Linked DNA regions of Mus musculus: region 2 is linked to region 1. The links are chromatin contacts, called in public HiCAR-type maps. All regions are on one chromosome and are shown on one strand. The core of a region is the stretch at or near the end of the contact, and the rest is flanking DNA. Distances in the headings are between cores, read along the strand shown.

What was found. HiCAR-type assays count read pairs that join an accessible place to other places.
Region 2: a contact with region 1 is called in a HiCAR-type map of fibro-adipogenic progenitors, with 4 times the contacts expected there. The contact joins two enhancer-like sites. A contact is called at or near these places in 3 of 115 datasets of contacts at active chromatin or transcription factors (astrocytes, embryonic basal ganglia and fibro-adipogenic progenitors) and 1 of 9 other capture datasets (embryonic stem cells).

Annotation. Positions count from the first base shown.
Region 1 is chr9:41,252,697-41,260,235 of GRCm38.p6, forward strand. No RefSeq gene overlaps it. Among named protein-coding and RNA genes, the nearest start is that of 1700063D05Rik, 50 kb to the left of the region's middle. Within about 2 kb of position 4,720, at least 11 of the 459 cell types and tissues checked have an H3K27ac peak or open chromatin away from gene starts, as enhancers often do. A contact at or near this core is called in fibro-adipogenic progenitors, where this site is marked.
Region 2 is chr9:41,804,763-41,811,422 of GRCm38.p6, forward strand. Gm35940 (a long non-coding RNA gene) reads left to right here and starts at 872. Exons shown (of 3, transcript XR_379298.3): 1 at 872-1,120. It overlaps LOC115486408 (a long non-coding RNA gene), which reads right to left and starts at 921. Exons shown (of 2, transcript XR_870663.1): 1 at 801-921. Within about 2 kb of position 4,274, at least 60 of the 459 cell types and tissues checked have an H3K27ac peak or open chromatin away from gene starts, as enhancers often do. A contact at or near this core is called in fibro-adipogenic progenitors, where this site is marked.

The sequences.
Region 1 (7,539 bases), core at 3,470-5,969:
CTTGATCTGAAGGCAGCCAGGGGAAGACTGTCTTCCTCTGGCAGCCAGGAGGAGAGTCTCTTTCCATACTGTGCAGAGTTTGAGCACTAGAAGGCCTCAAAATCCACCTATATAGTGACACACTTCCTCCAACAAGGCTACACCTCCTAATAGTGACACTTCCCATGAGCTTACCATATTCAAATGAACACAGATGGCTTTTGGTTCCTCTGTCTCCTCTGTGACCTATATGACAGAGCCCAGAGCAATTATTGTTTTCTGTCTAGCAATTCTTATATTCCTTCTACACACCCTTTCCATTCTCTAGAGTAAGCCCACAGCTCCGATTCCTGAAATACTTTTTAAGCTTTTATGAGGAGGTCTCTGGTATTTCTTCCTTACTCTTCCTTTACAATACTGTGTGGTTTGTCATAAAATGCTATTTTCATGGAGGGACTCCTCTTGCCCTGGCTACAGCGCGAGTTCCTTGATTTTGTCCCATAAAAGACACACATGCAGCCTTACATTTAATATGCCTTAATCAACTCAATGCTTGGGCTACTCCCAAACTTCCATGTTGCTAATATCTTCCCTCTGATACTCCTGAGTTATTACTTTCTAACATCTATATTCCATCTTTGCTATCTTAGCTCTTCCCCGACTCTTACATGACTGGTCCTCTGTCTTCTGCAGCTCCCAAGTCTCCATCTTACTCCTTTCCTGGCATGGCAATTTTCCTTCTTCTCCTGTCCCCCAGCACAAGAATCCTAAAGTCCCATCTCTATCTCCCTGCCCAGCCTTTAGTGGCTGGCAACTTTATTTACCAATCAGAACCCAGTGGGGGCAAGGACCCTCGACGTCTTACATGCAGGATTCTCGTGCAATTTTGGGAATTCAGTTAACATAATACAAGCATTCAAGCAAATCCAACGCACTCCTCAGACAAGATTATTCTAGCTCTGACTAGGGTTAACCCGAAGGGATGTCCATCACAGTTACAGACTGAAGCAGCAGATTGCTGAGCACAACATTTAATAATGTTGTAGGCTTTAGTGAATCACATCTCTGTATCTGAGGATGTCAGTGCATGAACACAGAAATTAAGATGGACAAGGACATACACTATCCTTAGTGTATAGCTATCATTATTGCTTCATTGACCATGTTGGGCTGTGGTTCTCACTTAAATTGGTTATGAGAAGACTAAGATATAGCCTTGACTGAAAAACAAATGACCTTCATGTGAAGGTTGAGAAGCACTGACCTGACCTTGCTCCATATGAAGTGATTCAGAAGTGGGTTTTATGTTTAAGAAGCTATGCACTCAAACTCAGTCAAAACTGCATAGCCTAATTGTGCCTCCGGCATTACTTAGTTGTGTAAGCACTAGGAGGTTAGCTGAGAGATAAGTTTCAGATGATCTGTACTAGTGAATAGATAGAAGTTACATATGAATACAGTATGCATAGCCTATATGTATTACACAGTGGTACACATGCATAGAAGTGTATATAGTATATATTTGATATATGGACATATATTTCTATATGGATACTATATGGTTAGTTCAGAAACAAGTGAGTTTGTATTAATAATGCCTTTGTCTATGTTTTGGTCATTTCTTTTGCTTTTTCTAAACAGAAGTCATTGGTTAAAAGTTAACAGCCAGGGGATACTTCTCTGGTGCAGAACAGAAGGAGGCGGTCTTATAATTGACCTCTGGCTGGGACACAGGCTTCATGAACCTCTGGTGAGGAGGATGTGGGTAATGACATCTGTTCATCTCTGTCCATCAGATTCCAAGTTCCTGGAATTTCCCTTCATCGAAGTTTAATACACTGACATAGTCAGGGGCCTCTAACAGGCAAATGTGAACTGTAATTTATAAGGAGAAAACTGAAGTAAACCAGGCCTGGAGCCATTGATCTCGACCTGAAAACCCTAGCAACAAGGACTTTGCACTACGATTGCTCAAAGTTACAGAGACCAAGTCTGAGAAGCCAGTGGCATAGTCCATCCTCATTCCAAGTTTATCTGTTCTTCTCTGCTTTGATCTGGACACTGCTTCTGATAGTGTGTGAAGTGTGGAGGCTTGAATGCAATACCTATGGGAAGCCAACTGCCCAGGGTTCAAGTGAGGGAGGCACTGGGTGAGCATAAGAGATCTGGCTTCCATTTTATTTTTTTGAGACAGAGCTTCAGTGTATATGTAGCCTTGGCTGACCCAGAACTCTCTATGTAGACCTTATTGACACAGAATTCAGAGATCTGCCTCGAGAGTACTGGGGTTAAAGGCATGAGCCTAGCACAACTTGTGAAGGGATAGGCTGGCTCCTTCAGTCTCTGGACTCTCCCTGAACTTCAGGTTCAGGTCTCACTATGATCATTCTTACTATTATAGAGGCTTGATGACCCAGCATGGAGAGATAATGGGGGAGGAGACTCTCTCAGAGGCAAAGGGGAGGGAATTGGGGAAAGACTTCTTTGAGGGGGTACCATGAGGGATCAGCATTTGGGATGTATATAAATAAAATAATTAGTTAATAAAAGAAGAAAAAGAAAAAAGAATCAGATTGCTTAGATGGATTTAGCGATGTGCCGAGGTTGACTCACAAAGGCCCCCAAGAGCCACCATGTCTGTTAAGGTTTAGGAAGTTTGCCCATCAGTTACTAAATGTGGCCATTCTTACAACTTAGATTGTGTATACTCACAGTGTTACAAATTATATTAAAACAAAAATGATAGGACTGGTACGTTGGCTCAGAAGGAACGTGCTACCGAGTCTGGTGAACTGAGTTTGACCCCTAGAACTCACATGATGGAAAGAGAGAACTGAGTCCCACAGGTTGCCTTCCGACTTCCATAGGTGTCATACATGCAAGTGCATGTGTACACACGTGCATATGCACGTGCACACACATGCACACACCCAGACACACAAGTAATAATTGTCCATCCAGTGTCCTCTTCTGTTTATTTTACTACATTTCAATATTCCCCATATGCTTGAAGTTGCTTCTACACTGTAATGTAGATATTGCTCAAGTCTCCCCAAATCCGTCTTCAGAAGCAATCTCATTGGTGGTTAGAAACTAGCTATTCTGGGCCACAAGGTAGCACGCCAGGCTCACGGGGAGGCTTGCATGCAGGGGGTTATGCTGTGGCCAAGCAGCTCAGACCTGCAGCTCGAGTACTGTCTGCAGTAAGCTGTAGGTAAGTTATTTTCCATATCATTGTCATACTGTGTGCACAGGCTTAACAGCCTACAGGGATAACCACACATATGGCTCAGGGTGGATGCAGGTTTATACACCAGAAGGGCTGTGCAGGGATGGGTGCTTGGAGCTGGTGTGCTCTCACTGTAGACATGAGGACGAGAGTTTGGCAGAAATCTATGAATGAACTCATGCTAAGAACCGGCTTCTACACAAACCTTATGATAAAGAGTGTTATATTTATATTGTATGAAACAATAGACTTACATAGTATTGGTAGTATTATATCATTATTTGTAAATAGTTCACTATACTATAGCCCAAATATGTCAGTAACATTTTGCTAGATACTTATTTTATATCATCTACCTTATCATTCTCTTATCTATCTATCTATCTATCTATCTATCTATCTATCTATCTATCTATCTATCTATCTATCTATCTATCTATCATCTATCTATCCATCATCTATCTATCTATCTATCTATCTATCTATCTATCTATCTATCTATCTATCTATCTATCTATTTATCTATCTATCTATCTCCACCTACTCATCTAAATAAAAATATTTAAAAAATCTGTTAACATTTATCAGGACACTGCCAGATGCCTTTCATTACAGAGTTTCTTATCCACAAGGTTACCTGGGGTTAGGTGACAGAATGAAGAAAAAAAAAGCAGACAGAACATCTCAGTGAGTCCTATACTGTGAGTGTTGCAGACGTGAAGTGAAAAAGAGGAATTCATACATGATTCAGGGACTCAGTGCAAGACAATGTAAGCCCATTAGTATGTTGGAAGGCAGTCTGAGGTGTACATATTTCCTACCTTTAATTTCCCACCACAGATGTGAATCCCTGAGAATTAACACAGGCACTATCCCAGAATCTCGAGTTGCCCAGAGCAGCAGCTATGGGGAGGATCAAGGGATTAGAAAAGAAAGCAGCGTCCCCTTGGTTTTCTCTTTCTCTTTCCTGCAAAGTATCTAATTTACTTGTTAGAGCCAACCACACATTGTTCGTCCACACTGTCTATTTTTTTAGTCTTAATTGATACTAATTAAAATCAAAATAAAATTACGGCTGTAACACTTGGCTGGGGATTTGATCTGCTGCCAGCATGCCTGAAACCAATGCAAGTTACTATATAAACACTCCCGTGTTGAAACTCCAGGTATTTTAAAAGCGAATCTCTCTCTCCCCCCCCCCTCTCTCTCTCTCTCTCTCTCACACACACACACACACACACATGGCATGCTTATTCTCTAACTCTTTCCCAGATTCTATTCTGGAACATAACAAAAACAAAGTTTAACTTTTTTATTGAGGTGTATAGAGCTTTCATTCATTTATAATCAAAAGGTAAACTTGGTGAATATGAATGGACATAGATAGAGATCTAGGATCAGGAAACCAACTGTCTCTCATGTGGTGCTAATGAGGCCAGGCTCCTGGGTTCTGCATTCTCATAAGCTGGTTATCTGGATGGAAACCCTGATTCACAATTATGGGTGGAGACAACGGGTGGAGGTGCTTGCAGCTATGACAGTAACTCATTTGGGGATAGGGAAAGATTGTCTGAATGACTCACAGTGAACTGGTTCTTGCCATTCCAGGAAGATAACTCAGAGGTCTTTTTTTGGAGTCCAATTCTTAACTATCTCCTTTGGTGTGCTATTACACAACTGGAGATAGCTATCAATTGGATAATGCTATAGCCTAAATCTTACCTAAAGAAGATAGGTGGAAGTGCCAAGAGGTCATGAGCTAAAAAAGAGATATTCAGAGTTAGATGTTGGTGTTCAACCACAGTGTAATAACCCCCACGCCATGTTAGATAAAATGCGAAATCCCTCGTATTTATATGCTCTTACATAATCTTCGTAACAGTTGATAAGGTTGGAGATGCTAAGAGTGTTGTTATCAGTTGCCATCTGTAGCCTATTATGGAGATTTCCATACTTGGCTGTAATCTACCTACATGATGTTTCCTATAATGTATCTTAAAAGTGTCCTGACTCATGATTTTCTTTATTTTATTACTATATAAACTTGTCAAAATGGTCCTAACACTGGAATGTGGTGTTTTGAAGCAACCTGAATCTCTATTCCTGAGCCATGCTCACTCTTTCCTCCTCTGGAATAAGCTATCTCTCATTCACTTACGTGGTTGCCTGGGCGTCATAATATGATCTAATGATAAGTGGTAGAATAGCATTTCCATGTGATCTTCTAAAGCTATTATTATTACTATTTTTGAGAACTTCATACGTGAGTTTATTTGTGTCATTTCTACCTTATACTCTCCCTCCTCCAACTCCAATATATGTATGTGTATATGTAAACACAGCCAGCTGCATACATTTAGTGTTTCTGATATGCATATGTGTTTAGTGCTCATCACTTGAGATTTGATAACCTGTCAGGGGGTTCATTGTTGGAAAACACTGATTCTTTTCCTCTCACCAGCCATCAATCACTTATAGCTCTTTATCTAGGGGTGGAGCCTTGTGAGATTTCCCTGGTTCACACTGGCATGTCAACCGGTATTGTCATCATTCAGGTCTTGCTTAAATCAACTATCATTAATATTTCAACTTCCCTGTCATGTATAGAAGACACTCTTTGGTAGCAGATATCCTGATCCCCTGGCTTTTACAACCTTTTGCTCCCTCTTCCATGATGCTCCATGAGCCTTAGGTATAGAAACTGTACTGTAGATGTTAACAGCTGCAGGGGGAAATTGGCATATTGAGGAATTGTGGGATGTGCAATAGTCTCCATCTGCTACAGAAAGGAGCTTCTTTGATGGGGGAGTGAAGGGGTAAAATGTGCTCTCATCTGTGACCTATAAGGACAGGTATTTAGAATGCAGTGGGGAATTATACTGATTGGGGAATTATACTGATTTCGGAAAGCAGAGGAGCTAGGTTCTTCTCTGGGGTCCATGACTTTACCAGCCTCAGGTAGTTGGCTATGTTTATAGTACCAGACACAAATTCCCACCTATTAAGAGGTATTTATGTCTGGTTAGGTGGCTGTTTGTTACTACCAAGATTTAAGTGCTATTGGCATATACTTGGGTATGACTCCCAAACAATAAAGACTATCGCTCTTGGTTGCCTCCAGGAACTTGCAGAAGTCACCACACGTTGGACAAATGATTTAAAGGGCTGGAACTGGTCTGGAAGCTTCCAACTTGAGGACTGGCTTTCCTAGCATCTGAAAGGGCTGAAAGAACTTCCAAGGGAGGAAAGCAATTAATATTCCTATTTAGCCGTAAAGCCCACGAACCACAATGACCAGCACAGCACAGGCCCATTTGCTGCTTTAAAGCCCTTTCCTGCCGTTGCGGCTGTTCTTTCTGTCTCTAGAAAAATAAGACAATTGAAAATAAAAGTACCCCAAAAAAGTTAGGTAATTCAAACAGCAACAAGGTAAACTCATATTTGACTTTGGGTCTGCATAATTTAAAAAAATCGCTTTTCCATCAGTATTCTGAGATCGCTAACACCTTAGAAGTTGAGGGACTAGTATGTATCTTCCTTAAGACTTGGTTGCTTCTCTTTTATGGTGGTCATAATAATGATCTTTCCCCTTAAGAGTCAGGAGATCCTCTAGGTGAAGTGTAATGGCTCATCTAAATGTAAGATATCATAATTCTAATGATACAAATTATAGGAAGGATATTATAAATGCTATGAGTGCATGTAGATATTGGTTGTTGGCCAATGTATCTGATGTAGTCATTTGTTTATAAGTTAAAAAAATTGAAAACAGATTTACATTGAGCTACTTAGACGCTAGATATAAAGAGTTGGCTTTGGAATTAATTCTTTTAGACATTTGTTGCTGTTTATATTGTTTTTGCTTTATTTGAGGCCAGGTCTCTCTGTAGCCCAGGTGAGCTTCAAACTTATCAACATTTTTCTTCGACATCTAAAGCACAAGAATTACGGATGTGTACCATCATGCCTTGCTTCTCTTTGACATTCTGAACTTCAGATTAATAGCTGTGGGAATTTTGACAGTTACTCAAACTCATGGAGCCTGTACATCGAGAGCTTATTCTGTAATCGTGGCAAAGTTTAATTAAGATATAGCAGGTATTCAATAAATGCATACACATCTTTGCCCAAGTTTGATGCTTGTTGGGGTAGAGTATTGTGAAGTCCATGAAATAAAGTGAGACACCTTTACAATACCAATACCAATACAATACCAATACAATTTTAGAATCAAAAGAGACTTCAGAAGTAATCTTTCCCTAAATTTTCATTTTTACAGAATGAACAGAGGAGGTTAAAGGGATGGATTCAAGGACACACAGCTAGCTAAT
Region 2 (6,660 bases), core at 3,024-5,523, 550 kb after region 1:
TCCCCTCACTGTCTATGCGCCTGTGTAAAAAGGGGGTTGGGGTGGAGGGTGGCGTCAAATAAGCCTGTCCCAGTCCATCCAGCAAAAAGGCCACTGAGAAAAGCAAGCCTTGGCTTTTGGAGCCCACAGTGAGGCAGTTAGGGAAACGGCTCTGTGTGGAGGAGGAAGAGGAGACTGAGTTCTGGGATACAGGGTTGAAGGTCACGGCAGTCCTTTGGAAATTCCTATGGCATGTGAGCTCTTCAAAACCTCAGCTAATAGAATGTTTCTTTTTCAAAAGAAGGCAGATGTAGATAGGCACCCACATCTGGAAAGAAAAGGCACAAGGCTGTGCCAGGCACAGAATTAAGCTGGTATTTGTGTTTGTATCATGGCAATTGGCTTTGGCTTCTCGTTTTGCATAATCTCCTCTATGGAGAGGAGAGTAATTTCCCTTCAGTTCATAGCCTGATGCCTGCAGAGGACAGAGAGGAAGTCTCTGCATTTTATGAAAGAGAAAATCACCAGCGTCCCTTTTGTTCCCTTCGGCGGGATTTGGACGGATTACGTATACTTAAAAGGGAAGGCAGCTTTTAACCTTAAAAAAAAAAGTGGGAGAGGGAGAAAGAAAAGAAAAAGGTTGGGGTGGGGGGAGGGAGAAAGAAAACTCGCTGCATTAACACAGTGCATTGGCATGTTACTAAATCTAAGGCATTTTGAAGGATAATTTCTCAGACTTTATCCAAAACATGAAACAAATTCTTCAAGCATAAACTGCCAAGCTCATCGACTTGTTCAGATCCCCATAATGTGGGTCTCACCAAACTGCGCTCTGTGATTGGCTGTTTAACACTTCCAGGCTGGTGGAGGTGGTGGGCAAGGGATGTGCCGAGGGAGCTGCTCGACGAGCCTGGTGTGTTGGCCTCTCTCAGAAGATCAGACTTCTGGAATCGATTTGGGCCCAGAATTGCATTACCGAAGGAATGCGGACTATGTGCAAGCCTTGACGGCTTGTGAACCACACTTCCTGAAGCTGGCCACAAGCCAGCACCGAGACCATCAGCATCTTAAAAATGAATTCTTTATGAGACAAAGAACAAGCCACCCAATTTCTGAAATCACTGAAGTGGAAAGCTTGTCTGTAAGTAACCTAAAACTGGTCAACACTTAGACTCCTTTGTATTTTGAGTATATGGGAGGGATCAAATGTCACTCCCAAAATGCCTTTTCCTTTCCACAGGCAGGCATTGTGAGGCCCCGGGTAGCCTGGGATTATTATCTGACTGAAACTAAATTGCTCTGGTTAGACATCTGTTATTCTGTCGAAAATATTGCCAAATGACTGCACCAAAATCAGGCAAATAGGATGAAGTGTGTTAAGGAAGGGTAAGGGTCCTGTCTCTCCCAGTCTGGACATGATGAGGCGACTCTCCAGGAAGGATTTCCGAAACTCCACACAACGTGATTGCTGGAAGGGGTGTCTTACAGGCTCCTATAGGAACAGTAAGCTGTGCAGCCATGATTAGAAACAAAAGAGAGCATTCCAGCACAGACAAGAGATAGGATGCTGCTCAGAAGCCAAAGCCAGTAATGGTAGCTGTGGGTGTACATGGCACCACCACAGAAATGCCAGCTCAAGAGGATCGTGAGACCAGGCAGGACACAAGGAAAGTCATGAGGGGTTTAAGGCTGCATTCCTCTTATGGTTATGTATAGTTGATGCTCTGTGAGGCAACGAGTCGAGTCGTTTCTACCTGATATCCTTCAGGCTACATCATTTCTTTTGTCTCAGGTTTGAGTCCTTTCCTTCAAAGTCAAAGTTACAACACCCTAGAACTAACACGTGCTTTTGGCTCACAAAGGTCAATTCTGGCTCTCAAATTCAACCACCTCATAGAGTTCACCAGGCTAAATAGTTTGCCTTTCTTTGCAAAGAGAGAACTAAGTCTTCTGAAGTAAGAGATGCATAGAGACTTGTGGGTCCGATTCTGTCCTAAGTAACTCAACACGGATTGTCCAGCATTCTGCAGACAAGCCCAAGGCCTTCATTCTTCCTTCCTCATACCACGGGACCTTATAGCAGAGTTTCTTGAACACTTCCTACTCACTAGCCTCCTCCACTGGATGAAACATTTACATAACCCTAAGTATGTAAGTGTATAAGATAGATCTACAGATCAAATATATTTACTGATAAATCATAAAGAAAATTGTTTTAAAACAATTCTTTGTTATCCACATAATTGTAGCATTATTAAAGATGGAAGAAAACTGATGATATAAATGTGTCTCTTTATTTTTATATAAACAGTTAAATCATGCTCGAATAGTTGATACTATGGGATGTTCAGCATCTTCAATGTTTTTCAGAGTTGATCTATATTTTGACTTTATGATTATCAATGCTGAAAATCTGCTTCACAAAAACATATAGACTAAAGCAGAAATAAATTTAGGAGTATTTCAGAAACTGCTGGCAAATATCCAAATCCCAAGCCAAAATCCATTGGGTAACTTTTTATGAGACTGAAGGCAGCAACTCAAAAACCAAACATTCACACAGTACAATCCAGGGATACACAAACTTGATACAAACATGGTGAGAAACAATGCTCAAGAAACATTAAAAATCTTTATTTGCATGAATTAATTCATCATGTTTCCATAAGATCAGAAAATGTTGCTTGAGTATCAAAAACTCTGCAGTGCATAGCATGCAATAGCCTCAAATATGGAAGAGGTACTGCAGGCAGCCGTCGCTGGTGCTCGGTGGTGTGACACCCTGTGCAAGTATGACATTGTGTGCAAAGTGAATACGTTGTGTGTTTAGGACCAAGTCTGCAGTGAAGTCATGTGATACAGTACAGGCAAACTCTGCAAGAAACACCTCAGGTTCACCATAGGGTTGGTTTTAAATTAATTTTGATGGTTATGTGCTTGAGAGCCGTACATCACTGCTAAAATTTTCTGATCCCCACATTCAGCTACACCCATGTTTTAAGAAGCTAAAGGCCTGATGTGGTGGTTTGAAGAGACGGGTTTGAAGATCTTATATTTGAACGTGTAGACATCAAGGAGTGGCACTATTTGAAAGGATTAGGAGGTGTGGCCTAATTGAAGGAAGTGTGTCACTGGAGATGGGCCTAGTTGCTCTGTCTTCCTGCTGCCTGTGGATCCACACGTGAAGTTCATAGCTTCATTTCCAGCACCATGAATACCTGTGTGCTGTCATGCTTCTACCATGATAATGGATGAAACCTCTGAACTGTAATTTCAGTTAAGTGTGTGTGTGTGTGTGTGCATGTGTGTATACATGTGCATATATGAATGCCCATGGCCATCCTGTCTTTTCACAGCAATAGAGCACTAAGAAAGAAGACCATAATATTGAGGTTTTACCTTCAATGTAATTTTTCATGCCTACTTCTCACTGAATCACTATAAAGAAGCCAAAGAAAAATCTTCCTGAGCAGTGCCTGCCTTAATTTTCTTACTGTAAGAATCACACACCTACTCAGCCCATCTGTCATTATAGCAATGTTAAAAAGTGACATTCTTAAGGTGTAACAATGAAGATTTAAGTGAGGCCCATGTTTCCAAGTGAAGCCCTAATGTTTGATTCAGATCCAGTGATTTGAATCAAAATATTTCCATGGGAACCTGCAGCCAGCCTGAAATACTTACTCCCAAATTGAATAAATCTTTTTTTTAATAAGTTCTGGGTTTTGTTTGTTTATTTTTTATTTGCTCTCTAAACCAATACAATGAACTGAAAGACAGTTTTAAAAACAATACTGACACATGCAGATAAAAGCTGTCCTTTCTAAACAGTATTTAAACAATAAAATTAAATTTCTTTGAGCATCAATTCCCTGAGCTGTAGACAGTGTCTAGTACAATGGAGAACAAATGGATGAGTGAATGAATGAAAAAAAAACTTTGTTTAAATGAAAGATTTATAAGATCTGAAGAGAAAGCAGACTATGAAAGACTTTCAAAACTTGTGTTCAGTGGCCAGTGATGAACTGATCAATAAGAAAGAGCCAGAAATGGTAACACATGAAGCTGGGAAACTCACAAAGTCTATCTTAAGATAGCATTAAGAAGAATACTGAAGGAAGAAGTCAGCCTATTGGGTCAGAAGATCAGGGTCACCAGAATTGTTATCATAGACTACCACAAACTGATTCAACTAATTTTCCGCTGAGCAATGCATTCCAGGGCTTTTGAAAGTCCCCACACTTCACAGCATGCTTCCCCAGCAGGAAGGGCCCCTTAAACATAATTTGATTCAGTCCATGTGTTTAGAAGAAAAAGGCAAAGACCCAAAGCAGTGGTGTAGCATGCCCGAGGTCACACAGTTATGTAGCCACCCACTCAATGTTCCTTCCAGGGCACCATGGTACCATGCTAAGAGTTCGTGGAAGGGATGGAAAGCCAGGATAGTGAAAAGCAGGATTCTAGACACAGAAGAGCTACTTAAGAAAGGATGGGCTCTAAGGATTCAGAGTGAGTGGGGAAAAACAGGAAAGAATGTAAAACATTGATGTAAAGGAGCCTCAAGACTCCCCGCAGAGCAAGAGGGACACAAGAACTTGGTTGATAAACATATGGAGAAGGAACATGGCTATAAATCCAGTTGGGACACTTCCTTTTCAAAGGATCTGTCCCAAACACAGCAATGTCACAGGAATGCAGGCTGCTTTGCTGTTGGCTGGAAGAAAGAGAAAGTGGCTTGAGCCACGCCTCATAGCAAGCATTTCCGAGTGAGATTCCATCATCCCAAGCGGTGCCAGAACCACCAAACCACCAAGGACCATGGGGAAATGACTGGCTACTCTGATCCAAGCAGAACCAAAGGATTGAGATGTTCCAGGAGTTGCTTTTAAAGAAAGTTTTCCCCTGCCCTACTGAGAAGAGAAAACCCATGAAGAAGGGAGAAATGGAGCTGTGTTACAATTCATCAGTAAAGCAGGAGAGCGAGAAAGGCAGGAACAAGGCGGCTTATATACTTTCCATAGCATGAAAACCTGTGGGCCTGGAAGGGAATGCAATGAGAACTTTTGACATAGACAGCCAAGATTTGGCTGCTGGACTGTTGGAATAGCTGCAGACACAGGGAAGAGTGAAACATGCAGCCTCCTAAGGGCTGGCATAAGAACATAGCCCGGACAAGAAGACAGGCAGCCAAAAGCCTAATTGCCTTAAAGTTCAGGTCGAGCCTGGAGACCCAGTGCTAGAACTTTGCCCAAATGAGGGAAATGGGGCTTCTGTCTAATGAACTCAATCAGGCAGATGGACCCTCTCACTTTCTACACTGTGTTCAGACTGTCGGAGATCAAGATAAACCACGGTCGCTCTGAAACAGTCCTTTCTCCTTTGCTCTGCCTGTCAATGGCCTCATAACCTTCAGACCTTTTTGAATGTTCTGTAGGAGCAAGCCGAGAATGATTGGACAACCAGTTGTTTTGTTCTGTTTTGTTTTTTGTTTTTAATGCATGTAGTGACTTCTTGAGGATTCTAATTAGGAGATGATAAACATGTAGGACCTTAGATCAAGTGTGTGAAGCATCAAGCCGCCTTCCATCACTACACTCTGCACACACACAAAGCAACAACTAAGGTGTTGAAAGAGACAATTGTGCCACACTGGCATGACTTTTATGTACATAAACTGACTATACCCTTAATTTCACCATTATATGGAAGGGGAAACTTAGAGATTAGAAGATTTAAATTCTTCCTTGGGTTATATAGTCATGCCAATCCGGTTTATCAACGTTGAACCACTTTACTATTTGCCATGTCTCCCTCAGCCTTTTAAGGCAATAAATGCTACACTTTAAATATATATTTATGTATATACACACACACACATATATATGTATATATGTGTGTATATATATATGTGTGTATATATAATCTACATTATAGTTATATATTGATGAAGTGGAACAAATACCTGGGATGAAGTAACAGTCTGGAAAACCAGATTCTCATCAGAACTGGGGCACTTAATGCTGGGGATGGACAGTATTTAAAATCTCTCGCCCTGCTTGTCTGCTTCCACATAAAGCCATAATGCTTCACCTCAGAGATGCATTCCATCTCCCACAGATTGATTCGGACAGAGCCAGTGTCATTAATTAATTAAGAGAACGCATTTTTCTGACCATCACACTCTACTGACAGGATAATTCTTTCATCTTCATGTGGAGGGACCAGTAAGACAGCAAGCACTTCTGTGTCTAAGTCTCAGGGTCCCGCACCTGCGACCTTTGCCTCTATGATGTCACTTTCCATCGTTCAGGACCTCCGTGTCTCTCCTCCCAACTCTTTGATAACATTTCTCAGAATCACTTTATAACCAGAGCACAATTAAAGAAGCGGATCTTGTGGCAACGATGATCAGTTCTGTATGCCCACACCTAAAAGTTCTCTTTAAGGTGCAAAAGATTGGTTGAGTGCTTTCTAGTGCAACTCTGTGATCTCCTTAATAAATCATATAGATCTATTAATGTTGGTTGAGCCTTTGGATATGATTAAGAAGAAAGTGGGCTACTTTATACAGTTGGTTATGAGAGAGCAAGAGCGAGAATGTCTCCTTGATGAGTAACGCTGGTCTTGATGGTCTGTTTATTAAAATGCTCCTTTCTACTTTACCTGTCTTCAGCAAGTATA